2 separate regions of the Mus musculus genome follow, and region 2 is linked to region 1. The links are chromatin contacts, called in public HiChIP or PLAC-seq maps. All regions are on one chromosome and are shown on one strand. The core of a region is the stretch at or near the end of the contact, and the rest is flanking DNA. Distances in the headings are between cores, read along the strand shown.

Region 1 (2,945 bases), core at 289-2,788:
CATAAACAGCATGATACCCAAGTTTGTAAAAAGCAAATGTAGAAGAAGTATACACAAATATAGCCACAGGTGAGAGATAGACAGATGGGTAGATGGATGGATAGAGAGATAGATAGACAGATGGATAGATAGATGGGTAGACAGATGGACAGATGATGGATGTATAGACAGATGGATAGATGGAAGAACATGGAGTATCTAGATATACACTAATGATTACCAGTATCATCTTTAGGGTGAGGTTACTAATATCATTTATTTTCATTTTAGTCTTTTCTGAACTTCCTAAATTTTCATAATGAATACATTATTAGTAGAAAATGGATACTACACTGTATTCTTTAAATGCAAACGAAAATAGCTGAGGTTCAGCATTCTGCATAATTGATGGAATCTAGAGACAACCAAGGCATTCTTCAATAGAAAACAATATTGAATGGGATATTATTTGGTGATTAAAAATGAATTATCAAGGCATAAAAAGTCATAGAGGAAACTTGAGAAATGTTAACAAATGAAAGCAGCTCATTCAAAAAGGCAGCATACAGGGCCAGCAAGATGGCTCAGCAATGCATGACCTTGATGCCAAGCCTGACAACCTGAGCTCCATCCCCAGTCCCACATGGTGGAAAAAGAGAACCAATTCCACAAGTTGTCTTCTGATCTCCACATGTGCACTATAGTATGCACACATACACACACACACACACACACACACACAGAGAGAGAGAGAGAGAGAGAGAGAGAGAAACACAGACATAGACATACACTCGGACAGACAGACAGACAGACAGACACACATACACACAGATATACACACTCACACAGAAAGACAGACAAATAAAATGGAAAGAAAAGAAAAGGCTACATACTGCACAATTCTAACTAGTGGATATTCTAACTACGGCATCTTACCTAGTGCAGAATTCTCATCTTGGGAAAGATAAAACCAGATCAGGAAGTCTAGAGAAGACAAAGAGGGAGAGGGATTGGTAGGGGTAAAAATAGCACAGACACTTTGTGGAACCATTCAACATGATACTGTACTGCTGAAAAACTGCGGTTATAGATCATCCAAACCCTAATATCAAAGTGTAGCATGACCTTTACTATAAACTACAGACAAATTAATAGCAATAGGCCTGGCTGACTGTGGTGCCATGCACCTGTAACCCTAGTACTTAGGAGACTGAGGCAAGAGTGTCAGTTCTAAGCCAGGCTGGGAAGTATACTCTGACATCATCATCATCATGTAACAAATATGTCGAAGTAATGAAACTTGTAATAAAGCAGGTAACTTATATCTTTGCACTTTCTGCCCTTTTAAAACCAACTTAAAGCTGCTCTAGAAGATATTTTGTTAAATTTCAATGGCTGATTATTATCCTGAAGTAATTTCCTAAAAAAATGGCAGATGGTAAAAATAAGCAGGGTACGTTTGCTGTCTATTGCATGAGCAATTACACCAGTAAGTAGTATATTTTTAGAGGACTCATCCAGTGCTGTTTCATGGATTTTGCAAATTACACAATCGGTGTTTGTGACTCACTCTCAGGCAGCTGAGGAAGATGATGGGGACACTAACAGTCATCTGAGGGCTCACTGGGGTGGAGAAAATGTATCACCAACATAGATTCTTCCTCTCACAGCTGGTAAGCTATTGCTGGCTTTGACAGGAAGAACCAAGTTCTTCTTCATCATCATCATCATTTCTTTTTAAATTTATAATATAATTACATTTATTCTTTTCCTCTACCCTTTCTTCCTTCAAAATCTTCCCATGTTCCCTTCCATGCTCCCTTCCAAACTCATGGCTTCTTTTCTTATTACTTGGTGTGCGTGTGTGGTGTGTATGTGTGTGCGTGTGTGTTCCTGTTCATATAACCTGTTGCGTCTCTATAACGTTACCTGTAAGTGCATCTTAAAAACTGACCATTTGGTATTAGATAACCAGTTGGCGTGCTCTTCCCTGGGTAAAGCTATTTCTCCCATCATTCCTTTGTTGTCTATGATTCCTTGAACTTTCTCCCATTCATACTAACATGTCTACTGTTGTTCTCGTTCAGCTCGTCTTTAGAAGTCATGTTAGTGAGACCTCATGGGTGTAGCTACTGAAATTCCTAGGAAACATAATCTCACAGAAACTCCCTGTTCCTCTGGCTCTTAAAATCTTGCCACGTGCTCTTCCGCAATGGTTCCTTGAGCCTTAGGGTTGGGCGTATCTGACAGATGAGTAGACTGAGACTGCGCTCCACAGCTCTTCATTTTGTTTGTGGTGGGCTTTCGTGATGTCTTTATCTGAGGCAAAGAGAAGTCTCCTGGCAGAGGGGTGAGGACTGCACTTATCTGTGAGTATTGGGACAAATATTTAGAATGTAGGTAGGGATTAACTGGTGGTTAAGATCTCCTCCAGGATTCATGAGTTCACTAGCCCATGGTAGTTGGTGAGGTCTCCAGTACCATGCATGGTTTCCCTCCTGTTGAGCTGACCTTAAGTCCAATTAGAGACTGTTGGTTACCACCAAGGTGTACTACCACACCCTTAGGGTTATGATGCTAACTGGACATTGTTGAGGTTCACAAATGTCCTAGCTAGGTAGGACTGTTGTTTGCTCTCTTCCTTTGAAAACATGCATGGTGTCTTCTTGTACCATGAGTGCTATTCCTCAGGATGGAGGCATTCGTGTCAGATCCAGCTATGGGCCCTGCCTCTGAAGCACATGGTGTCCTCTGCAATAGGGATTTGTCCTCTACCTCTTGGGGGAACAACCTAAGGGCAATAGCAATAGACTGTATGTTTGGGGAGTGTCTTGGACAACCCTGAATGAAAACTCAAAAGAGGGCTTCTTGTGTCCGGTATTGAGGTGTTTATTAGATGGTCTTGGGCTCTTGGAGGGAGTATTGTTCACCCAGATGGGAAATTTTCATTTAAAATATATATGGAT
Region 2 (2,700 bases), core at 144-2,643, 35 kb before region 1:
CTGATAAGGACCGCAGGTGACAGGTTCCTACTGCTGAATGTGTAAGTTAAGTAAATGGCTCTTTCCTTAAGAATTAAATATACCATTCCTATCTAAAGTTCATATCTTGGGTGAGTTTCCGCCCTCAACTACTTCGTAGACCTATCCGTTTTTCTATAGATCAACAAGTCCTCTGGTAGCTCAACTTCTCATTTTGGCTTGCCAGATCTCTAACTCAAGTCCCTTAATGCCCGGTGAACCAACCGGTGAGGATCAAATGACCGCTTCAAACTTGAAAAACTTCACGAAATCCTTTCTCTGGTGCTACTGCTCTGGGGATGGGAATCTGAGAAAACTGCAGAGAACGGGGCCACCCTTACCTGGTTGAAGTGCAGCTGGCCCAGGTCCAGCGCTCCCTGCTGGGATGCAGCCCCCAGACGCTCCAGCAGGCGCCCCAGCTGCGCGGCCGACAGGCTCCGGTTGGCGCCGAACACGCTCAGCACATCCTCACTGAAGGCGAGCTCCGGTCCCTCCGAGGGGTGTCCCAGGCTGGTGGCCGCCAGCAGCAGCAGCCCGGCCACTGCCCGGCCCGGAGCCATCGTGGAGCGCGCAGCTCCGGAGCTAGCTGATGCAGGGACCCGCGCCGGTGCCCCGGTGTCAGTGCCGTTAGGGTGGGGGTGGGAGGGTGCGCCGGTCCCGCGTCACTGCCTGGCCCAGTTAGCGAGACACTCCGTGCCCCCGCTCTGCAGTCTCAGACCTTCGGGGCATTGAAGAGGTAGAACAGCCAGAAGGGCGATAGGCAGTGTGGCCTCTCGGAGCCTCCTGCGGAGCCTGAGATAAAAGGAACAAAGGGGGACAGAGATAAAGGGCACTGGGTCAGCAGTCTGCGGGCCCCAGAGCTCTGAGTGGCCAGAGTCTCGAACTCCGAGCCGGGCGTGGGGCCAGCTGCCCGGAGCCTGGTTTGCTGAAGCCCCAGGATTTGCTTACAGTGTGGTGACTCTCGCTTGTCCCGGATATAAAGCCCCAACCGCGCCACACTTCGGGGAACTAAATCCTCTGACTGTGCAACCCCAACTCCTCTTCCTGTCTTGAGGCTTTTTTTTCCCGCCGCAGAAACGTGGAAGGGTCGGGACTGAAGCTCCCACCCCCCAAAAATCTGCAGAGAAACACTCCCTCGGGGTCCCCAGGTTCCCGCGTCTACGCTGGACCCTCTCTGCACAACTGGCTGTGAGCTTGGCAAGTTGAAACGGAGAAGTTGCTAGCCTCTCACCTCTACTGTCTATGTCAGCCCCTGAGGTTCAAATATATTCAAAATACTTCTCTCTCTCTCTCTCTCTCTCTCTCTCTCTCTCTCTCTCTCTCTCTCTCTCTCTCTCTCTGTCTGTCTTTCTCTCTCCTTTCTCTAAGAAACTCTGAGATCAGGCCCTGCACCCTTTAGAGATAAGAAGGGGAGGGAGAGTGTTGTCCCCGCCCCTGAAGCACGTGGTGTCACACTCCCCCAGGCTGATCTCCCAAGTGCGTCCACGCCGGGGCGCTTACCTCTCTGTCTGCCATCCCAGCCGCTGTGGTGCCTACTCCCTGGAGCCCACCTCCACGGTGGGATCCCTAGCCCCCTTCCTGGTGTCCCGGCCCACTTTTTTGGTGACCTCCATGAAATCAGCTTCCTGCAACGGTGTCTAGAGCCCCTTGCATTGTCTCAAAAATGAACAGGAATTGGTTTTTTGCCTCACTTCTTAAAAATCAGAGGAGAAAGAGGAAACCAAATCAGTCGCAAGTTGGTGGGCTAGCTGAGCCAGCAGGGGCCTCGCGGGCCCTTCCTGACGCCGCTCGGGATATCCGCAGATCACAAGGAATGTTTATTTGCTCAGACGAAGGTTCAAGAAAAGCTGAGTTGGGTGTCAGGTCAACAAGTTTGTGTAAAGTGAATGTGGTGTTTGGGGACAAAGGTTGTGTCCGGTGGATGAAACGATCTAGAAATAAAGAAATAAAGTGAAACCCGCTCGGCTGTCAGAAAAAGAATTCAAAGTGCTGTTCATGCCTTTCAGGATGGGTGTGTGTGTGTGTTTTACCCTCCTAAAAACAGCAAGTTTAAAAACAGGCAGACAGCTAACAGAAAAACAAGGTAGAAGGAAAAAGAAACTATTACTCATAAGAAATTTGGCGCTCTCCCTCTCTCTTTCTCTCTCTCTCTCTCTCTCTCTCTCTCTCTCTCTCTCTCTCTCTCTCTCTCTCTCCCCCCCCCCGTGTGTGTGTGTGTGTGTGTGTGTGTGTGTGTGTGTGTGTGTGTGTGTGGCAGGAGGGGGGGCGGGGGCGGGGGTGCTGGATTCTAGGAAGATGGGGGCCTAGGCAAGAACAACAGAAGGACTTTCCTGTGATAGAGGTGGGGATATGTTCCGTCTCACACCAGAGGCATTAGGCAGCTGTACAGGGCAGCTGCCAGGAGGAAGTTTTCTGCATAAGTGTGCCAAGCCTTAATGTGGAGAATAATTTCTTCATGACTGGAAGCAATTCAGATCAACAGATCCCAGGTGAGAAGCACTCACCTGTACATGACAAAAAGCCCTGCCTTGAAAGGCAGTGAACTAAATGATCCTGAGGCTGGACTCTTTCCAATTAAAAAAAAAAAAAAATCTGTCCGATGTTGGTATTAATTTACAGAACGGTACTGATGCTCAAAGGGCAAACCTCTCACAAAAGGGCCAAATGTAAGTTGATAGCACA

The links. HiChIP or PLAC-seq counts read pairs in DNA pulled down with a chosen protein or histone mark.
Region 2: a contact with region 1 is called in an H3K4me3 HiChIP or PLAC-seq map of bone marrow-derived macrophages, with 2.2 times the contacts expected there. The contact joins the promoter of Slc39a8 here to the enhancer-like site in region 1. A contact is called at or near these places in 1 of 15 datasets of contacts at CTCF or cohesin (the NIH/3T3 cell line), 1 of 484 Hi-C or Micro-C datasets (liver), 5 of 115 datasets of contacts at active chromatin or transcription factors (bone marrow-derived macrophages, embryonic stem cells and intestinal villus epithelium) and 1 of 9 other capture datasets (adipose tissue).

Annotation. Positions count from the first base shown.
Region 1 is chr3:135,789,469-135,792,413 of GRCm38.p6, reverse strand. No RefSeq gene overlaps it. Among named protein-coding and RNA genes, the nearest start is that of Slc39a8, 35 kb to the left of the region's middle. Within about 2 kb of position 1,538, at least 2 of the 459 cell types and tissues checked have an H3K27ac peak or open chromatin away from gene starts, as enhancers often do. A contact at or near this core is called in bone marrow-derived macrophages, where this site is marked.
Region 2 is chr3:135,824,350-135,827,049 of GRCm38.p6, reverse strand. It overlaps Slc39a8 (solute carrier family 39 (metal ion transporter), member 8), which reads right to left and starts at 1,393. Exons shown (of 9, transcript NM_001135149.1): 1 at 1,250-1,393; 2 at 360-810. The coding sequence starts at 578.